Regions from separate parts of the Sparus aurata genome. Here region 1 is linked to region 2. The links are chromatin contacts, called in public Hi-C maps. All regions are on one chromosome and are shown on one strand. Each heading gives the region's core, a stretch centred on a gene start, on an enhancer-like site or on the middle of the called end of the contact. The rest is flanking DNA. Distances are from core to core; before and after follow the strand shown.

Region 1 (5,945 bases), core at 2,562-5,061, 270 kb before region 2:
CACTCCACAGAGGCACATATAATGGGACATGTTTTAGCTTTTAAGATTTAAGAACTAAGCAAAGATTCTTTAAAGTTCAGAGTGAAAAGAACTTCAGGCCTTTAAATTTGAAAGAAGAAAACTATCTCACTATCACATTACTTGAAAATGATACAGCACCTAGCCATAATATAGTTTGATGCACAATCATGTAAAACGTAGTAAGTAATCATTTATTTTCTACATATGAGAGAGGTTAATCAGTGACCTTGAGAGGAGCTGGAAGGTGGATTAAATTACCTTTAGACATAGCCAGGCTAGCCAGGAAACAGCATAATGACTGGAAACAGTCTTTATGCTAAGCTAAGCTATCTGGCTGCTTGTTCCAACTATGTAGTTACTGTAAAAACATGCAAATGGTATCAATATTCTCATGTCACTCAAATGCAAATAAGAGGATAATCTTATTTCCCTAATTATTAAAATATTTAGCTGAGTGAAAACACAAATAAACTTCTTGAGTTAAAACACACTCAAGTTAAAAATAAAGTAAAATTAACGACTACAGGACAGGTGTTGGTGATGATGTTGTTCACCGAGTGATTTCACACAAAACTAGATAATATTTAACTATCTTTACGACAAACAGCGACTTTATAGACTTGAAAAGTTAACTTTTTAATACACAAACATCATATGTGTACTTCATGGCACAATTCCAATGGGATCAAGAATGTATTTGTCTCTCCCTGTTGACTACTGCACAGTTTTTCCCTGAAATAAGGTCCTGTGAGGTCCAGCAGAAGGGGCTCATGACCATTCTTATCTGAGAATGACTTACATATGTAACTTATGTAAGTAATAAATTAATCATTTCAATCCTAGTGCTATTTTACCGTTTGGATGAATGTTGTTATCATGTTTTACAGCTTCAGGAAACTAATAGACTGATAAAGATTTAAAGTAGTTGTTGCCTCCCTCTAATAAAAAACCTGTCAATTATTTTGGGAGTGATAGCAGCCTGCTCCAGTGTGCACTGAATTTTAGAGGTGAGAACACAGGCTTGTTTCCTTTCACTGACTACAAATGTGACAGGTGGTGATCAAAATGATTGCATAAGAAAGCTGGGAATCTATTAGATAGTTACTACAACAATATTGAGATATTTTTTATAATAAAAAAGTTACGACTATTAGATGTTTTTGCAGGGGAAAAAAAATATAATACATACAATTCTCCAGTCTCAACAAATGGGTAAAATCATACCTCTAATAGCATCTCTTTATAAAGAAAACTGCATTTCAAGTGAATCAATCATATGTTTGTAACACTGTAACTGTAACAGTTGTTTTACTGATAAAAAAAACCCCATTTGATAATAATATCATTTCCATTTTGGAAGAGCTAGTCTTTATCTAGATTTTCTCCCCCACATTATAATACCTCCAGTGTGTATTATGTGCTGCCCCTCCTCCACAGGACACACAGAACAGTGTACAGGCTCTAATGCGGATTAACAGGCTAATAGCTCAGTTTAGGAAGATAAAGGCTTCAGATCAACAGGATTTCACTCTACATTTGATAAGAGTGTCGTTACCAATGTCAAATAAACTTGGTGGATACCATCTTTGTCATTCAATTATTTCACCATATATTAAAGTAGAGTCAACAATGGTCCCACAGTAGCATCGGATCCAATCACTCCATCACTTAACTGACTTCAATCGAGATAGGATGCAGTCACACTATCATGCCGCAAAGTGTGTCTTCCTACAGCTATTAAACTTAATAAACAGTCATAACTCTCACCTTGATCATTACTACCTTGTGTCTTTCTAGCATGTAGTTTTCTCGCCTCCATCCCGGAGCAGCATATGGGTCTCTGCACCTTTTGTAATCCCTCTGCTTACCTGTGTGTGTGTGTGTGTGTGTGTGTGTGTGGATCTTGGGCTAAACATTAAGCGGAGTGAGACAGCGATGTCTCTGTCATAGGCTAAGGTCGTGAACCAAGGGACGGTCCCAGGAAGTAAATCTGGACCACCCGTGTTGGAAAAAATGAGTTTGTGTATGTAGCACCAATAAAAGTATTGATCTCACAGTGGGTGCATGAATAGTTTCTTTTAAAGAGTGCAAATGATTTTTTTAAGGCAAACATAGACGCCATCAGGGAGCTACAGTAGGTGGGTGTGTCAGGGAAGCAGACATTGACAGTGAAACTTCCAGTGGACATGCTTTAAACTTTTTTAAAACAATAATAATACCGAATCCAATTTTGGTTTACATCTATTTGAAGCCTTTCTATATTCTGGAAGGTCATACTTTACATAAAAGAATATGTGTGTATAGTATTTTATATAAATCTTGGATTCTTTACTTGTGTGAGAAAGTTTACAGTTTTCATTCAATTCCCATTTTATGCATCTCCACAATTATAAATCGATGTCATGTTTGTGTGATTTAATAGGCAGATAGAATAAATGCACTTTTTGATTAATATCAAATTGTTATTATCATCATCATTAGTCAGAATTATAACTTATTTTGGTTGAAGTAAAGAGGTTGATGTATTAGTCATCTGAAATGATAAAAATTATGAAGCACTTACAGCAAGACTTGTGGTATGAGAAGGCTGCCCACACATAGCGTACCAATATAAATATGTTTGCGGAGCTCTAACAGTAGTTTCACACTTGCACCGTATACAGTTTACCCATAATGTCTCTGAGAGCAGATGTCAGTCCTCACATGGTGCCACTGCTGGGTCCTGTGTGTTTGTTTTGTGTGTGCTCTAATAAAACTGTTGGATAAATGGCAGACCTGTGGATCAGAGTCCAGTGATATTAGCAAACACACCTTTAGGGCTGGGAAGGGGGACTGCATCGATGTATGGGAGTCAATGACCATAAAGTTATTGAGCTGACAAAGGTTGGATTGTTCACACAGCTGTGAGCTGACTGTGTGTGTGTGTGTGTGTGTGTGTGTGTGTGTGCCTGTTTTGCATTGTTGTGTAACAAACTGTAACTGGAGAAAGTTTGATTGATTAGGGAAATTATCTTCTGCTCTCTCATAATGCACATAGAGGTTTCCATGTTGTCCCCAGTGGACCCAAATTACAATTAAATGAATTTAGATGGACAAAAAAATTATTTGAAATGACAGAAGATGAAGTGACGAGAGCAGATGTGATGAAATGTGATGGGAAATGATGAGTTGAGCACAAGATGCAATGAGATGATGTGAGCGTGCATCTTGTCTGGCGTGGGTAGATGAGGACAAAAATAATGTTTTTTCAAATCAATTTGGGATCTTGGGGATTCTTTAGACTTGACTCAGTTGTTCATTTATGTTTTCAAACAAGTCCCCATCTACTTCAGCTGTTTAGGATAATGCTCCAATGCTGTTTTGGTATAAAGAAACCTCACCTCACTTTTCACATAAAGGTTATTAGATAATGATAGACTTTTCATTTGTAGGCGAACTTCTCCTTTAAATGTGACATCATTTCCCGACAAAGTGGAGATCTGGATTACCAAGCACTAATGTGGGTGTACGTATCAGTATGTCATCAACACCGACAACATCATATCTCTGTCCACAAATAATCCTTTACAATTTCAATTTTTTAAAAATGTTTTTCTTATTTCACAACAAGATTGTGACATAAAAGGTACTTTAACTAAAGACGTAGAAAAAGAAAGAGTGACAATAGTGCTATTATGAAACATGATACATTCAGATCTGACTCTTAAAAGCTGGTTTCCCTGGAACAACACCCTCATGTTATGACAAGCCCTCCTTCTGTAGGGATTTTCCTCTTCACAATCACTTTCGCTGAAAAAGGGGTGTATAATCCCCTGCACACATTTGTACGAACAAATCGCTTGTGGACCAACATCTCTGACCTCTGCAAACATCTTTTAGGGGGAACTGTGGACTTCAGTGTTGACTTCTGGTGAGTGCTTAAAATTGAGACTCAAGACTATTCTTCATCTCACATTTATTTTGGATTCCGAACTTTAAAAGACTGATGACATAGTTTTTGCTATCTCTGGCGTATGTCTTTACCAACACTGCAGTGTGAAAGCAGCAAACTATGCAACATTTTGTAGTACATAAGAAGTTTCACACCTTTAATCAGTGTATTGTAATAGTCCCTAAATAACTGTCATATGGAACATTTTGATAACTTTTTTGTAAAAAAAAAAAAGAAGACTGGCACATGGGTGGAAATTGCTGTTGTTACAAATACAAAACCTTCTTGTCTCTGAAATAGTTTTATGTGTCAGGAAATGTACCTACTTGTTTTCTTGTCGAATGGTTGATGATAAAGTTATTACTGCACTAAGTATGAAGCTACAGCATGTAGACCAAACAGAAATATCGGAGGTGGGGGGGAAGCAGTCAGTCTGGCTCTGTCTAAAGGCCTATAGCACACCAAGCCTGATTAATTAATCAGAAATATCTGCATACTGAAAAATGAATGGAACCATATGTTGTGTCAATCATGTTTAAACACAGAATCCGTCATAAATCTTTTGAAAGAGAGTTGATTTTCTGCCTTTTTTTGCATTTGTCAGAAGCCTTCAGAGGGTTGTTTGACTATTCAGAGCCAGTTTAGTGGAATAATTCAGTGTGGTAAATTGTTATAAACAGAGTGATCACAGGACATTTAGGCTATTGATCATGATCTTGCGTGAATATCTGTGGTGATCAATGATGGGATTTGACGGGTGCACTGCTGTTCACGATCAGCTAATTTTTGGACAATGGTGGTCATCTTTTTAATGTGTTCCAGTACAGCTCGCAGCGTATCAAACCCGAGCATTTAAATACTATCACCTGCTGTGTTATTAATAATAACACTGGTGTGTTATTAATTATAACACAGCAGGTGAAACTCTTTGTCTTTGTTCAAGTGTGAGGACCACAAACTCATTACACTGCCTAACAACTCCTTTTTTGTCATGTATTGTGACTTTTTTTTCAACAAAATAAACAGACTTTGTGTGCGAAAGTCTTAAACCAGACAAAAATATAACATAATCTGCTAACCAGCACCTCAGAAGCTCCTGGCTACGTCACAGAAATGACAAGGCTCCAGGAAGTTACTGCGAAGTTACTGCGGCCATGAAAGCCACAGTAACAACAGATATTGTAGTCCTACACTTCAAATCAAATGAAATAACCTGTAAATTAGTTGTTTTATTATTTTCATGAAACAAATCAAGCTGTTTCCCCATGTTTACAGTCTTTATGTTATGCTATAGAAACTGGCTGTTGGCTGTAGCTTCAACACAACTGTGAAGACATGAGAGTAACATCAATCTTCTCATCTTACTCTTGGCATGAATATGTGTATTTAGATTTACATATAACCATTTGGCAGATGCTTCTGCTCAAAGCATCAAACACATGTTTTTCAATCTTAGCCATGGTACATAAAGGAGAAGCCATTGAGAATGAGTGCTGCAATACCCAGTTGCATGTAACTACTTGATCAATGAAATATTAGCGTCTAAATCACTTTTTTCTCCTTTTTCAAGAACACAAGATCTTCTGAAAAAAGGATCAGTGGAAAATCCACAGAGATCATCCTGCATTCATAGCCGAAATGGATTTGATGAATGGTACCACTGAAGAGAAAAATGCAACTTGGATGCACTGCCCATCCACCCCAGGCCAAGAGACTTCATTCTTGACAGTTGCCATGATCTGCGAGATGATTGTGGGCTTTCCATTAAACATAGCAGCTTTGTTGATCTTCTGTTTCCGGATGAAATTTTGGAAACCCCACACTCTGTTCCTCTTCAACATGGTTCTAGCTGACTTCCTGCTCCTCATCAGCATACCCTTCCGCATCGACAACGAACTCCGAGGGGACAACTGGGTGTTTGGACAGGTCTGGTGCCGCATCAACCTCTTCATGCTGGCTGTCAGTCGCGCTGGCAGTATTGCATTCATGACAG
Region 2 (5,488 bases), core at 13-2,512:
TTGGTCTGTCCCTCTGGGTGTAGCCGAGCTGCTGCGGCGGCAGGACGTCCCTGTGGCCGTAGCCGCACAGCTCGCGAGCCGACCTGGCCTCCCCCGCCTGCACGTTGGCGTTGGCGGCCGGAGCGGGCCGGCGCTCGTCGGCGTTGTGGATAAAGTGACACCGGGGGCCGTAGGGGCAAAAACCGATGGTGTGGAAGGTGCGGCACGGCTCTGTTTTGTACTTAGGGTGGCGGGACAAGCTCCTCAACTCGTGGTAGCCGTGAGCGAACTGACATTTCTCCCCGTACTTGCACGACCCGTTCTCCTCGAAGGGCCGGCACAGCTCGGTCTTGTAGCGGGTGGAGTTGATCTGCGAGCCGGGTTTCTGCTGCAGTACGGCTCGGTCTCCGTTCTCGCTGTAAGCGCGGTCGCGGAACTTGTTCTCCTTGTTCATGAGGGCCGTGGCGCTGCTGCTGCTGCTGTTGCTGCTCGGTGTGTTCTCCTTCAGGCTGCCGTAGGAGCCCATGGAGTATTTGTTGCCGTTGTTCATCGCCTCCAAGTTGCTGGTTGAGTTTCTGCGGAAAAATCCCGGCGCGAAGGAGCCGCCGGAGCCCGGAGACGTGACCGGGGCGCCCACCGCCTTCTTGTCCAGCATGCTGTTGATGTGGAGGGCGTTCATGTTCATGCTTTTATCTTGCTGCGTGGAGGAAGGGAGAGAAGAAGAAAAAAAGACGCAGAGTTAGCGATGCACCACTCGGGTCCACATGACATGTTTAAAAAACACTTTGCTGCAGGGTTCACAACTTGTTGCAGCTCCACACATGTGTGCTAACTTGGAGCACGCCGAGCCAGAACAGCCAAGCGTTCAGCAAAAAAGAAAAAAGAAAGAAAAACAGCGAACATCCTAACTTCTCGTCACAGTCTTACCTTGTAAAGCATGTCCATGTCGTAGAAAGCAGACAAGACCGTCGCAGACATCTCGTTTCCCCAAGTTGGCTGCCGCACTTCTTCTTTCATGGAGGACCGACCAGGATCCTTGAATGCGACGAGCGGTAGTTTGTGCCACGACTGGTGTTGGGTGTGGAAAAGAGTTGCTTTAAAAAAAGTTTAACGCGCAAGCTTAAAGTCCGTAGAGGGGGAAAAAAAGGAGGAGAGAGGAAAAAAGAGAGAGAGAGGGGGATAGCTTTCTGTATTGTTGAGTTGTAGGTGGCTTTTATAATGTTTTTTTTCCTCCCCTCGAGAAGCGCTGAGCCAGAGTGCTTCACTGTGCGCTGCAGCCTTTTTGCATGGCTATAAATGCGTGGCGGTGGCCAGGGAGGGGCGAAGAAAACTTCCATTCACCGGTTGGCCGCCTATTCTTCAACACCACGCCTTGAAATCCAACCCCAGCACTCCCCCACTCCCCACTCCCCCCTCCACCACCACCACCACCTCCTCACACCCCTCTAACTTCTTTCTTTTTTTCTTCTCTCTCTCTCTCTCTCTTTTAATCACACAACCAATTTTGTGGAAGTTGGTTTTGCTTTTTGGGGTTGACTCTCGCTGAGAAAGAATGCAAGAGCCATCAAGGGGACGTCTGCTATGCACTGCAAAGCTGTCACCCAGCAAATCAAACCCCCCCCCCCCCCCCCCCCACACACACACATACACACCTGAAGCTGCATGTATGTATGTATGTGGGGGGGCTGGGTGCCTTGCTCAAAAGCTCCACAGCCGCATTTAAATCAATTGTTCCTCATGCAACCCCAAGCAAAAGTGACCCCAAGGTGGGGAGTGAGTGTGTGTGTGTGTGTGTTGGGGGGGGGGGGGTTTGAGCAAGCGACCCACCGGTGACAAGGGCCACCCCTCCAGCCCTCTGGACCACTGCACTTGGAAGCTGACACATGTATTTGTAATGGAAGGAAACTCTCCCTCTCCCTCTCTTCTCTCTCCCTGTGGACGGGGTGAGACCACAAGTATGAGCGGAGAGGAGTCCAGGCAGAGTGCAGCACAATTTTTAGAATCCGCCGGTTGCATAATATACTTCCACAGTGCAGCAGCAGAGGCCTATTCCAGCCTGCTACACATGGAGAAATAAGACAAGTTAATGCCCCACATGACCTACTTTTGTATTGTCTCAAAGCTCAACTTCAAAAATGTGGATCTCAACCCTTCAGATTACAGAAATCTGTCCAATCCTCTAAAAGCACGGCACGTCAAGTCCTTACAGACGAGAAATGGATCAACCTTGGTTAAATCTTTTGCAGCCTCTCTTCTAAAGTTCCTAACTTGTTTTTCTCAAAATCTCAGAGCCCAGACTGCAGGAATGTGGTTTCCATGTGGTACAGCAGAGCAACACTGCCCCCATGAGAGCAAAATGGGAACTGCCCGGGAGGGAACTGTGGCGCCACCTGCTGAGCGGAGCTGGAGCAAGAACTTCAAACTTAGATTTAGGCTCATTTAGCAGCAAAAATATCACTTTTTACTGCAGAGAAATTGTCTTTAAATGTCCTTTTTCTTTTCAATAAGAGGGTAAAGTAGAGTTCCAGGCACGGAGAAAACCTCCATGTTTTAGGATGTTTTGGTCATTTGACCAAAAGCCACCCAGTCACCACAGTCCCTCCTTTGTAGTCAAAAAAGTCAAAAGAGCGCAGTGCGGTCGCAATAAGCTGCCCCTGTCTCAGCATGATGTAACCCTCCCAGGACGGCAGAATGTTCACATGAAAATGTCAAACTACTCCACTCCACTCTTGGAGTCATGTCAAGTTTGAAAAAACCACAGTGGAAAGATTGCAGAGTTGGCAGCAGAGGACGGGGCACTATATCAGGTCTCGGCGAGGCAGATATTTTGGTCGGGGAGGGTGTAAAAAGTTTGTGCGACGCAGATCACCAGAAATTGCCGGTTTGCGAGACACTTGTAACCATTAAGGCTTTTTTTCCATATAGGATCATAATTGGAAGAGTGGTTCTAAAAAAAAAAAAAAAATAAGATTATTCTCTCTGTGACATGATTAAATATTCTATCATGTGCTGAATGGTTTTGGTTTGAGAGGCAGGGAGGGAGGTTTAAAAGAAAAAAAAGAAAAAGGGGGGAAAATAGCAACAGACGAAAAACAAGTGACATAAGAGCTTGGAATCTACTACTACCAACCCTAAAATTAGGCTGAGGGCTGCCCCAGGACTATGTGCGCTTTGCAAGTTGTGATAAATAGTTTAATGTGAAGGACAGACATGCCGAGGCTCCTGAGAAATCCCTTGAACATGTCCTCGTCCGCAGAAACCGCTCTCCCATCACACGGCTCTGTTTTTATAGGGGGATGTTGAGCTGTTCCAAAACATTACGTCAGATTTACTGTAACAGGGAACATGGCTACCAGGGAGGGAGAAGGGTCCAGCTGTACGAGAGGGCAGCATGAATCCACACACATATTCCTACGCATGCACACACACACACACACACACACACACACACACACAGAGGACAGTAGTCCATTGTGCCGTCCTAATTACATAACCAGGAAAAGTAGAGGGAAGCATAAAAACACAGTCCAATGGGAAGAATCCTGCAGTAAATAAAATATCACAGGAAAATAACACCTCGTATAAACATACAGTAGAAGTCAGAGCGTGTACCTAAATACAACTTTGGTGACGTGTCAGAGAAAACACTTGCTTTCACAATCCCATGCCTCGGTCATAAAGCTCGCCCGTCGCACAATCGCACCATTGAAGTTGGTTCTTGAAGCTTTAGGCGCTGAGTTGTTTTGTTCCAACCCTTAAATCCCTGCTGGACGTGCAGAGAGCAGAACGGCCTGTGTGCTCAATACTGACACTGTTGAAGTTTGTCGTGTGACACATTCTCGCTGATAAGACGAACAGGGCCTGAAGTGTTGTTTTGCACAAGCTCGGACTGAATTATTGTTATGGTTTGACATCTGCCAGACTTCCCTACACATCTTTACACAGTAGTTGTTATTATTATTATTATTATTATTATTGTTATTGTCTATTGCTATTAATTTAATCAAGAAATTCAACTCTATGCTCTATATTCTTTTGAGGGAAACAGAATATAGAGTCAAAATGCAGTCATGTTAGACATAACATTTAATTTGAAAAGACATCGAGGAACAGTCAGAAAAATTCAAACACATTTTAATCAATGAGGGCAACATGTTAGACAAAGTAACAAGTACAGCGTAAAAAACCTAATTGTTTCCTTCATTCCCTTGATTCAGTAATAAAAAGACCTGACCACAAAGTCAGTCTGTGGTCTCATGCATTGGGTCAGCGAAGTTCCTGTTTTTTAATATGATGATTTATGAATGTATCCCCTAAAATTCAAACCACTGCCGTTTCCTCTACCTCAGCCTCTCGAGCACGTCCAGAACCAGAGTGGCCCTCTGGTGCCGCAGCACCAGCCGGGCGTGCTCCATGGTGCAGGAGAACTGGGGCAGGGCTTGGAGGGAGTCCAGTGCCTGCTGGGAGCTGAGAGCCTTGGCTTTGGCTTGAGTCGACAGCGTTTGGATTTGTTGGACCTGGTCCGGCTCTAGGGTGCCTGTGACCTGCTGGAAGGTGATGAGGAGGGAGCCAAGTTGTCTATGAAGCAGCTTCATCCACTGGACTGGCTCGGCCCACAGGTTCAGATCCCCCTTCTCGAACAGGAAGTCTTCTTCATCCTGGTAAGAAGTAAAATGGGAAACAATTTAATAGATGTTGTGAGTTTTAAGCAACCTGGGGGGTCAAAACAAGCTGTGACACACTTAATTAGTACAAAAAGTACAAAATTGACATACTGAATGTGTTCACAAACAGTTACCTATGAAAACATTTAACAGAGCAACGTTAGCTTTATTTGGAATTTTATATCTGGCCACCTGACAAATGCTTGTTCCTCCTTTTTGAGAGAAGGTAAACACATAACTCTTCAGTTGCTAAATTCTAAATGCTGTTCATCAGCTATGTGCACCAGCTTTGTCTCTCTGTTTGGTGCTGTGCAAGTAGTGTACAGTAGGTTCATGTCAAAACTGGGGTTGATAAGAGCAGTGAGACTGACTCAAAACATAAAGCTGCAGGAAGTAAAACCAAAACAATGAGCGTAGTATACAAAAAGGCTCAACAGAACTGAGGGGAACTGCTTCATTACGATATTTATCTGTGGGTTTTTCACTATGAGCCACACTTCCACATCACACATCATTAGACCCATAGTTATTTCAGATACATTGACAAGTGCAGCTTTAAAAATACAACATTGTTTACAGCTTAAGATATTTAGGAGCCTCTCAACCGTTTGAAAGGGTGTCCTCAAAGTCTAGAAAAGAAAGAAAGAAAGAAAGAAAGAAAGAAAGAAAGAACCAACTAAATAGGAACCCAAACTAAATGGGTAGACTAACACTGTGTGCCTGGAGAGCAGAAACCTTGGTGGCATAAAGCACCCAACTGTTTTGACTAATCCTGTGAGCAGAGCAAAACAAGAGCAACACGGAAAATACAATGTCGTGCTCTCTGTCCTTGTGATTCCACACTT

Evidence for each region. Hi-C and Micro-C count contacts between places; a contact is called where the count stands out from the background.
Region 1: a Hi-C map of skeletal muscle shows a contact between it and region 2, with 5 times the contacts expected there. The contact joins the promoter of hcar1-3 here to the promoter of zfp36l2 in region 2. A contact is called at or near these places in 2 of 2 Hi-C or Micro-C datasets (skeletal muscle and an unstated tissue).

Annotation. Positions count from the first base shown.
Region 1 is chr15:17,964,478-17,970,422 of fSpaAur1.1, reverse strand. It overlaps hcar1-3 (hydroxycarboxylic acid receptor 1-3), which reads left to right and starts at 3,811. Exons shown (of 2, transcript XM_030441136.1): 1 at 3,811-3,931; 2 at 5,523-5,945. The coding sequence starts at 5,591. LOC115596250 (transmembrane protein 229B-like) reads right to left here and starts at 1,905. Exons shown (of 2, transcript XM_030441138.1): 1 at 1,804-1,905. The coding sequence starts at 1,840.
Region 2 is chr15:17,690,655-17,696,142 of fSpaAur1.1, reverse strand. It overlaps zfp36l2 (zinc finger protein 36, C3H type-like 2), which reads right to left and starts at 1,262. Exons shown (of 2, transcript XM_030442167.1): 1 at 907-1,262; 2 at 1-676. The coding sequence starts at 996. thada (THADA armadillo repeat containing) reads right to left here. Exons shown (of 38, transcript XM_030442585.1): 38 at 4,048-4,637. The coding sequence ends at 4,320.